2 separate regions of the Hordeum vulgare genome follow, and region 2 is linked to region 1. Evidence: chromatin contacts called from public Hi-C data. All regions are on one chromosome and are shown on one strand. The core of a region is the stretch at or near the end of the contact, and the rest is flanking DNA. Distances in the headings are between cores, read along the strand shown. Region 1 holds the start of LOC123444409 (probable sugar phosphate/phosphate translocator At1g06470). Region 2 has its middle 46 kb from the start of LOC123444411.

Evidence for each region. A called contact is a pair of places that touch in the nucleus more often than the background predicts.
Region 2: a Hi-C map of leaf shows a contact between it and region 1, with 2.5 times the contacts expected there. The contact joins the enhancer-like site here to the promoter of LOC123444409 in region 1. A contact is called at or near these places in 2 of 6 Hi-C or Micro-C datasets (leaf and seedling).

What each region holds. Positions count from the first base shown.
Region 1 is chr3H:486,551,004-486,555,896 of MorexV3_pseudomolecules_assembly, forward strand. LOC123444409 (probable sugar phosphate/phosphate translocator At1g06470) reads left to right here and starts at 1,947. Exons shown (of 12, transcript XM_045121110.1): 1 at 1,947-2,571; 2 at 2,686-2,858; 3 at 4,381-4,466; 4 at 4,555-4,604. The coding sequence starts at 2,159.
Region 2 is chr3H:486,856,635-486,861,450 of MorexV3_pseudomolecules_assembly, forward strand. No RefSeq gene overlaps it. Among protein-coding and RNA genes, the nearest start is that of LOC123444411, 46 kb to the left of the region's middle. Within about 2 kb of position 2,692, at least 2 of the 3 cell types and tissues checked have open chromatin away from gene starts, as enhancers often do. A contact at or near this core is called in leaf, where this site is marked.

The DNA.
Region 1 (4,893 bases), core at 697-3,196:
ACATACTCTCTATCTTACGAGCACCTCAAAGAGTCTTGCATGGCAATCTTTTAATTGTATACATTTATAAAGAGATGAGAACATATATAAGTGCTAATGCATTTTTTCTATTGTTTCTTATTTAATTTTGGCAGTATAGATTTTATACCCGGTGCAACGCACGGGCTCTTTTCCTAGTACCTTTTTTCCTAGTACCTAATAAAGCAAGGTGATATTTTTGGTTTCGTCCCGTTTAATTAATTTTTTTGACGTATCGTAGATGATTTTTTAGATATGTGAGGTGGTACTAATTGATACACCATCAATTTTCCTCGCTCGATACATTGTCGTTGTTTGTCTGATTTTATACGTCGTCCCTCGCTCTAATCTACGGGCCTCGGCCCACATAGCTGGACTGTTGGGCTTTAAAAATACATGCGCTAGAGGAGGGTTCTTTCTACAGTTATAGTCAAAATAATCCCACCTTGCTTCTTTACATCTAATCTCGCTGGTTTATATAGGTACGACCTAGAGAATCAACAAGCGGCCTTGAAATTAGGAAGGAAACGAATGAAAGGGAAAAAAATCGGCAAACGGTCCCTGAAGAAATTAAACTCAGCAACGACAAAGAGGAAGCAGCATCGGAAATCAGGAGATGGAAAAAGAAATCAACAAGAGGCAAGGAGAAGGCCAGCAACGACTGCTAGAAGCACAACACCGGCATGAGGTAGGCCATGGCGCCGACTCATAACCAGTAGGAGGCGTCGGTCGTCCATGGCAGTTCGACGGGGCGCAGATCAGAGCAAGGGGAGGCGGCGGACGTCCATGGGAGAGATTACTATTTCTTTTAATCAAACCAATTAGAAGCTGCTGGATGTCGCTCTACGTACTACCATCAGGTAGATGGCTATCTTAATTACTTTTTTTATGGACCGAGTACTGTTACGGTCGGAGCTGATAAAGGAGACATGCATATGTGCCAATGCAAATCGGTGCGCTACCTAATTAAATTGGAGAGGAGCATAATGCTCAATGGGCAAATTAAACGGATGCTGGACATGCATATTGTAAAAAAAACACGTGCAAGATGATGTTGTGATGGGTTAGCTCTAAGTAGATAGACGATTGTATCGAGTGTCCTTGGGACACTTGACCATTGGTTTATATAAATTTCTTTGGGACCTCGACATGTCATGGGTCTTTACGTGGACGATGCAACTATATTTTCTTAGATTCATTTTGAGGGGTTCTTGTGTAGGGAAGAGTTTTAATAAAGAAAGGCAGAATTCTCAAGTTTTTTGGTCCATTCGCGTTGATTTACATAATGATTGAAATTTTAGCACACACACTTTTATTTTTGTGCATCGGCTCGTTATCGTATCACGGATGCTATTGAGCCTCAGGGAAAAGATCAATTAGTTTTACTAATTAGCCTCTCCTCGCTTCTTTACATTGCTTTGTACCTGTTTATATAGATATTTATGTTTTTAGGTATAACGAGCTGTCTACCTTCCTATTATATGTGAATCAAGATTTTTGAGATGGATGCACAATTAAAGGAGGAACATTTTCTTGGGATCATAACTTTAACCGTATTATGAGAATGGCATATTGAATGTCTACATCAATAAATATTATTGATCCATTTTGTTCGTCGATCTATTTCTTTTTCCTTGGAGGTCAAAAATCGAATCTCTATTGTTCTTGGCCTTCTTGCATGGGTTTTCTTAATTAATTATTGATTTGTAAAATTAATGGTACATTGATGCAATTTTATTGAATTTAAATTGTTTTATTTTAGGTTGTAAATTTTAACCTTTTGTTGTTCACCTGTTGTAACGCACGAGCCTTTTTACTAGTAAAAACCATTTTTTTCTTCGAAACGGGATAAAAAGCATTTTCATGTGCGAGGCGAAAAGGAAGAGGGAGGGAGAAAAAACATCGCCCTCCTCTGCCGCAAGCAAGCAAAGCTACCGGTACCAGCCGACGGAGGAAGCTGCAAGCATAACCCCCGTGCAGGAAGTCGTCGTCACGCGGTGCTAGATTTTGACCTGCTACCGAAATCCCGCAGGCTAGCTGCAAACCCCACTTCGCCGCGGCTTCGCCGCCGCCGCCGATGAGATCCGCGCCGCCCAGATCCAAGCCTTTCTAGAGCCTTACGCCACCTGCAGCAGCGCCCATGGGGGACTGCGCCGTGGAGAACGGCCACGCCCACCCGAAGGAAGAGGACGCTCCGGAAGTCCCCGTCGAGCCCGCGGAGAGCGCCGCGGAGCCGCAGGTGTTGGCTGGCGGGCAGAGGAAGCCGGGAGGGATACGCAGGGAGCCGTCGTTCTCGCGGTGGTGCAAGGACCCATCCGCGGCGTCCAATGCCCACTCCGGAGCCGCTTCGCCGGCCTCTGCACCGAGCGACGATGACTCGGAGGAGTTCGAGCTGCCGCTTCTGCCGTCCGCCGCCGCCGCCCACCGCTTGCCGATGGATATCGAGGCAGGAGCGGCGGCGGGATCTGACAGCCTCCCGGTCTCCCCCTGGCTAATCGCCAAGATTATATTTCTGATAGCGAGCTGGTACACGCTGAGCACCTGCTTGACGCTGTGAGTAACGCGTTTTTCTCGTTATATTTGTGCGCGGATGCTCAGAGGAGCTGTTGCCTGCCGGGCACGCGTTTGATGCTAGTGTTCTCTGCGTGCTCTTGTGCGTGTGGCCAGGTATAACAAGGAGATGCTTGGGAAGCGCATGTGGAAGTTCCCTGCTCCGTTCCTGATGAACACGGTGCATTTCACCATGCAGGCTGTTGCCTCGAGGGTGATCGTGTGGTTCCAGCAACGGGGCATGGAGGCAGAGCGTAATCCAATGTCATGGAAAGATTACTTTCTGCGAGGTAGCAACTGTATTTTTTCAAAATCATGTTGCCCAATGCTTAAATGAGTAGTTTGGTACTTACATTCTGTCAGAACAAGTGCCCTGGAAATTTCATCGTTTGGTACCTATAATTGGTAATAGAAACATCGTGCATTCTGCACTTCTGTGGGATATACATATAGAGTAATAGTGTTAAAAGAAGGGTATGTTTCAGTTCGAGCTCAGCTGTAAAGCACCGAGCATCCGCTGGTCGCTTTTTTTCATGGGTGGGGGCAGACGCAGAAACCACCATTGGCCAATTTACAGAACATGACTCACTAAATTAGATCATCATAAGTTATCAACATAAGGTCAAGGATAGAAGTAAAATTCAACTGGTGTGTTGCATGTGCATCCAAGCTGCTATAGAGCGTTGTCCTCCGCTGTCGTAGCAATGGCGTCAGCGCGTTGGAACCAGCGGTGTGGTGGCGGTCCTAGTGCTCTTGTCGCATCATGGTAACAATCTGCATGATCGGTCCTTCTCGATTTGGCCGTCAACGTGTTCCGGAACTGCCACCGGAGATCTTGCCCAAGGATATCTGGATCCGATCGAATTCTGTCGTGCGCGTCCATATCAGCCTACACGGCTCCATGAGGATGCGGCGCGAAACTCTGTTTGTTTGTTGACACCATGGGACATGTCGGTATCTCGATTCCATGGCTTAGACAGCAATGGAGAAAGTCATGGTGGCTGAAATCGAAGGATCAGTAAGGCAGAGGGGGCCTTGGAGGCGATGGAGTCAGCCAGGTGTTTGATAACTTTCAGAAGCAGCTGTGAGAAGTGGGGGCGACAGCACTAGAGGATTTCATTTTTTGGTGGTGCTCCTCGGGTGCCGAGTCGTGACTTTCAGGGTGAAAACCTATGGCCTGACCTTCATTGTTTGTGCCTGGCAATTGCCTTGCTGAAGGTATTGTTTTGAGAGCTCGAACTTTCTTCGGGGTGAAAACCTAAGATCTTGGATCGGGCGACAAGCACCGTTTCTTTCTTAAAGGGGTCGCTTTTGGAGACCTTTTTTTGTTTTCCGGATGTTGTCTTTGGTGGTGGTTTGTGTGTTGCTACTGAGAGGAGTTGATCATTGTGGGGAGGCCTTTGTTTTTTCCCTTTCTATTTTGCTTTTTTTTTTCGGGCTGTGTGTATCCTGGATGTCTTTGATACATCTTGTTGGTGCAGAGGCTGGGTATAATTGGTATCTTCGCGATATTAATATATTGCCCTTCTCAAAATAAAAATAAAAAAGCTGCTATAGAGCCACGTGGGCTCAAAATAGAGTTTAGCCCTACACCTCTCGCTGGATGAATTGATGCACTTTATTAACTTTCAATTGAGTTGTGTCATGACCTACTGGTACTGCTTCATTTGATGAATCTATTTAATCAACGAAGGCTAGGACTTAGGATGGACTTATATATTTTTATTCTACTTCAAATATGCAGATTTTTTTTCCGTTCTTATTGTGTTTATCATCTTTAAATGGATAACAGTTTAAATATTCCTTCTGCAGTTGTTCCAACAGCTTTGGCTACTGCTCTTGATATAAATTTGACCAACATTTCGTTTGTTTTCATTACTGTGACATTCGCTACAATGGTACATTTCATTCCATGTGAGTTATTATTTCCTGCTCTTCTCACTTAATATTTGGACTTCTAATTTATGGATTTCAATTATTGTGCAGTGTAAATCTGGGGCTCCAATTTTCATTCTTCTCTTTGCTTTTCTATTCAGGTAAGCTCAGTTGCTGGTTCTTTCTGAGCAGTGCATGCCCGTTTTGTCTTCTAGTTTAGCAATTTGTTATGTTCATTGGTAAGGAATATCAGTTAAAGAACCTTGTCCCGAAGAAGTTGAGTTTCATCCTGCCGTTCTCTAAGGATTTTCATCCCCTATGGGTGGGGTGGGGTGAAGAGGGTTAACCTGGACTATTAGGTTATGTGGAACATTTGTCCTAGGCCAACTGAATACTTTTGAACTGGCTTGCAGACTTTACAAAGTTGGTTCCATATGCACATCATTTTGA
Region 2 (4,816 bases), core at 1,442-3,941, 310 kb after region 1:
GAAAATATAATGCGACCTAAATTGAAACTGTCATGGTCTACTTCAAAAAATGACATGGTCAAAGTACTAAAAATTCCAAGGTACCTAAAAATTTCACACGGCAAGATTAGAAAAGAAAATTTGTTCTCTATCAAATGCCATGCTCTAAAGAATAAAACAAAAAAAATAAGTTATGTTGCCTGTTCCAAAATAGAAAATAAATACATTTTATCTTAAGTTATGTTGCATGCAATGGTGTTTTTTTATGAAAAATAAATAAAAATGCCATGGAAAATGTGGCGTATGTCCATGGAATTTTATTTGAACTTAATGGCATATTCAAAAAATTGTCCTGTTAAGTTCAATGAAAGATCATGCAACATACAAAAAAGTGCCTTGATATAGTCTTACAAAATTGCCATTTTGTAGTATATGAAAACAAGATTTAGGAAAAATGTTTGATTTGAAATGCTCATTGGAAAATATGCCATGACAAAACTTAAGAACATCACACGAAATGTTCATTCAAAGAAATGTCATGCAACATAAAAAAAGTGCCTTTATATAGTCTTATGAAATTCCCATGTTGTAGTTTATTAAGAACAAATTTTGTGAAAAATATTTGATTTGCCATGCTCATCTTATATTCCAAGGCAAAACTGAAGAACATCACAAACAGAAAAAAGGCCTTTTCAATTTAGCCATGCCAACTATATAAACTGGATATTATGTTTGTAGATTGCCATGTCGAGTGTCTAAAAACTAAATTTCCACTACATGCAGCTCAAAATATATGGCATGTTGTACTCAAAGTTCACTGAGAAAATTAAAGCAAAAAAAAAGAAACTCTAGTCAAAAAGCGCTAGCTAAAGAATAGAATACAAAAAATGCCATGTTGAGTGAAAAATGTCATGACACTATGTTGAATGACTTGACATGACACTATATTTGAGTTTCCATCGCAACATATCACTTTACCAAAAAAATGCCATATACCCAAAACCAAAATTCTCTACAAATGGCATGATACTATATGGAACAATTACACGATATACCATGGGAATAATAATGTTCGAGTTGCACACCATTTGGGCTTAAAAATAATTTCTACAAATTCCCCTACAAAACTGCCATATATCTTAATTAGTATCACATCTTCACCATTTTAAGTTTCCACAAACACATTTTAGTGAATTTGACACGTTTTGTGAATTGGTTGAAGTAGACATTCAAATATCCGTAGCTAAAATGCAAAATTCATCTCCGAAAAAATAGATATAGGGGGACTCGGCTCATACACCGCCATGAGGTCGCGGGAGGTGGGGGTGCAGGTGTGTTGTCAAGTAACTCGCGTGGAGCTTCTCATCTCCGCAACTTGTGAACCCCAACAACGACGAAGGTGACTCTCAAAAGGGGTGACATTATGGATCAGCTTACGACACTGACGGCGAGACGACGTCGTCAGTAATGGCCTACCACGACTACAAGAAATACACCTCAGCCAACTCAGGGGGTTGCTTGTCATCGACGGAGGCGCCACCAACACCGTGTGACCGCACGACGTCACAGAGGTGGAGCATGAAATGCTTCCCAAAGTCGTCGAGATGCAACAAGGAGGAGCACTTAGCTAGGCGTGGAATCTGGCACAACGGGTGCCGAGCATTGTCCCCATCACGGTCGCCAGACCCCCTCCCCCCTAACTCTCGCACTCGCTTTTTGCAAGTCAATGAAAGGGATTAGGGATAGCATGAGGGAGGGGGCGACGCTTTTGTAGGGAGTGGGCGCGGGTGCATCCTTTTCGGGCACGTTCCGAGCAAATGGTTGGATTTTCTAACGTGGCAACTTAGAGTGCTTGAGGATTCATGTTTTTGATCCAACGGTCGTCAGTTAGTTCGTTGAAAAACGTATATTCCCTAGATAACATTTTTGGAATAATAGGCATTGATACCGGAGCTCGTGTTCGACGCTTTAAGAGTCTAAAGAAGGTCCACGCGCCTCCGTTTGTGGGCCGGTCCAAGAAGATTGGGCCCCATTGCATTTTTGAGGGTCCGATCTCATTGGACCTTTGTTATTGACCATTTGACTAGTCAACTGTTTTTTTTAAATGCATGAAAAATAATAAAGGCAAAAAATAAACCATGAATTAAAAAAGTTTGCACATTTGTTGTGTTTTTGGAAATTCCAATAGAACTCCATTTATATTTTTTGTTTGTAAATACAACGTGATTAAGTTTCAGAAACTCAAAAAAATTCACAATATAAAAACTTTTAGTAAAAAGAGAAAGAGAAACACAATAGAAAATAAATAATAAGACAAAAAAGGAAAATGGAAAATAAATAAATAAAAAGCAAAAAGAGACGAGCTGGCTACCTGGGCGAGCCTAGTCGCCTTGCTAGCGGCGGCGGCCCAGTGGCTTGCATGTGCGAAGGTACCCTATTGGACGCAGAATGCGTTTAATAGGAGGTCCCGCGAATAGGACCTCCCCAATCTATATAGGCAAAAGAAATCGAGGCTGGATATCAATACGGAATCGGGGTTGGAATCGATTTGGAGTAGGATCCGCACCAACGAGATATATCATTTTTCCTTTGCAACACGCCTTCAGTAAGAAGAGAGAAAAATGGTAGGGTCCTTATGAAGCCCATTGGACGTCGAGCTGGGCCACTCAAGCCTATCTTAAAAAAGGAAACAATTCCCTCGCGACCACCGTATCAAGGGCATTTTCTATTTGACGCCTTTAGCACCCGCCACTCTATAATTTGCAAACGGACGCACACACTCCCCGTACGTTGGCCCAAGCCATTTGCCTTTTCATGTTTTTACAGTAAAACTATAAAAAAGGTGTGTGCGGCGGATCGGACATGCTATCTATTCCTCTGGTCTAAACCACAGTAGCCACTAGAACGACCTACCACAAGTGACTTGTTACTTCCTTTTTTTGTTTTATACATTTTTGGTTCGCTAAAAGCCTCCTTTTTTGGAAGATTCCCAATCCAATATCTTGCGGTTCGCAGATGGTCTCAAGTTTTTCTTTCTACAACTTTTTCTATAATCTTTTTTTCTTTGATTTTTTCCTTCTTCATTTTTTAAATGCTCAAACTTTTTCAAGTTTGATGAACATTTTTTAAAATAAAATGAATTATTTCATATTTAATGGATTGTTTTTCAATTTGTATGAACCTTTTCAAATTCAATGTTTTACTTAAAAAATGATGATTTTGTTTAAATTTGACGATTTTCTAAAACTGGCTGACTATTTTCAGTAATTCATAATTTTTAAAAAATTGATGATTTTTTTTAAATCTGTGAGCGTGTTAAATCCAACGATTTTTTTTCAACATCAATCAACTATTTAGAAATTCACCAAAGCACAAACATTTTTTGAAAACAAAAAACATATTTAGAAAATGAAATAAAATTTCTAAATTTCATGAACATTTCCAAATATAAAAGAGAAACGTTTTTCGTAAAACAACAACATTTTTCATAAAAATTTGAAACCAAGAACATTTTTTGAAAACTCTGACCAAGTTATGAAAAAAATATTTTTTGAAAATACCTGCAGTATTTTTGATACGAGAACAATTTTTGAAAGACGAAAATTTTGAAAAATAAACACATTTTATAAAAAAGCTAAACTTGTTACGAGTTAAAGCAATGAAAAGAAGAAATAGCAACAGTAATATTTTCCAAAAAAAGGAACATTTTACTAAAATCGCGAACATTTTTTGAAAATGTCGAACATTTTTGTAAAATCCCGTACATTTTTTAAAGTTATGAATATTTTTGAAAAACGGCATTTATTGGAAATTTAGAACATTTTGATAAAATCAATAATATTTTATGAATTTCAAAAACGATTTTCAAACATGAACTTAGTTTATAAAAATAAATATAGAAAAAAGCAAAAAATGAAACAGAAACAGAAAAACGTAAAAAAAACGTAAAACAAGAAACAGAAAAAAAGACAAAGAAAGAAAAAACAAAACTGCATGCAGAGGGAGATGGGCTGGCCCAGTTGATCTCGCTCCTGTGTATTTGCTCAACTATTTGACCCAAAGAGCGTAAAATAGGGTGTTCCCCTATTCGCCGCATCCTGTGGCAAATAGACGTCACTTCGCATAAGCGCGCCAGACTTGGCTGGCCTATTCGAGTTGAATTGAAGCAAGCTGTCGGATGAAAAAAATGGGCAAAATTAGAAGTAACCGAGCTGGAATTCGAACACCGAACAACTAGTTATACATGTATCTGGCTAACCAGCGCACCTATCAAGGATTGCTTACATAAGGACCAGAGAAAACTCGAAAGAACTAAATTTAGCCAAATAAACTGAACATTACTTCAAAATTTCCAAACAGTGTTTCAAATTTTAAACACTTTATTAAACAAACGCGAAGAATTTTCAAAAATTCTCAGCATATTTTAGAATTATACAGAAATTTCAAATTATTGAACATGTTTTGAAAAGGTGAACATTTTTCGAAGGTTTAAAAAAAACTTTAAAAATGCAACATATTTCAACATTCTGAACAATATTTGAAAACCGAACATTTCTCTAATTCTAGTACATTTTTTAAAACGTGAATATTTTGGAAATAATGAAAAAATTTCAAAATTACAAAAAAGGTTTGGTATACATGAATATTTTTTCAATCGGTGAACAAAATTTGATATCAAGGATAACTTTTGAAATTCAGAACTTTTTTTAAGTGAGAACAATTGTAAAATCTAGAACAATTTTGAAAATGCGAACTTCTTTTATATAGTTGAACAAACAATTAAAATAGGAAAAAAATTCTACACTTTCAAACATTTTTTGAAAACCCGAACATTTCT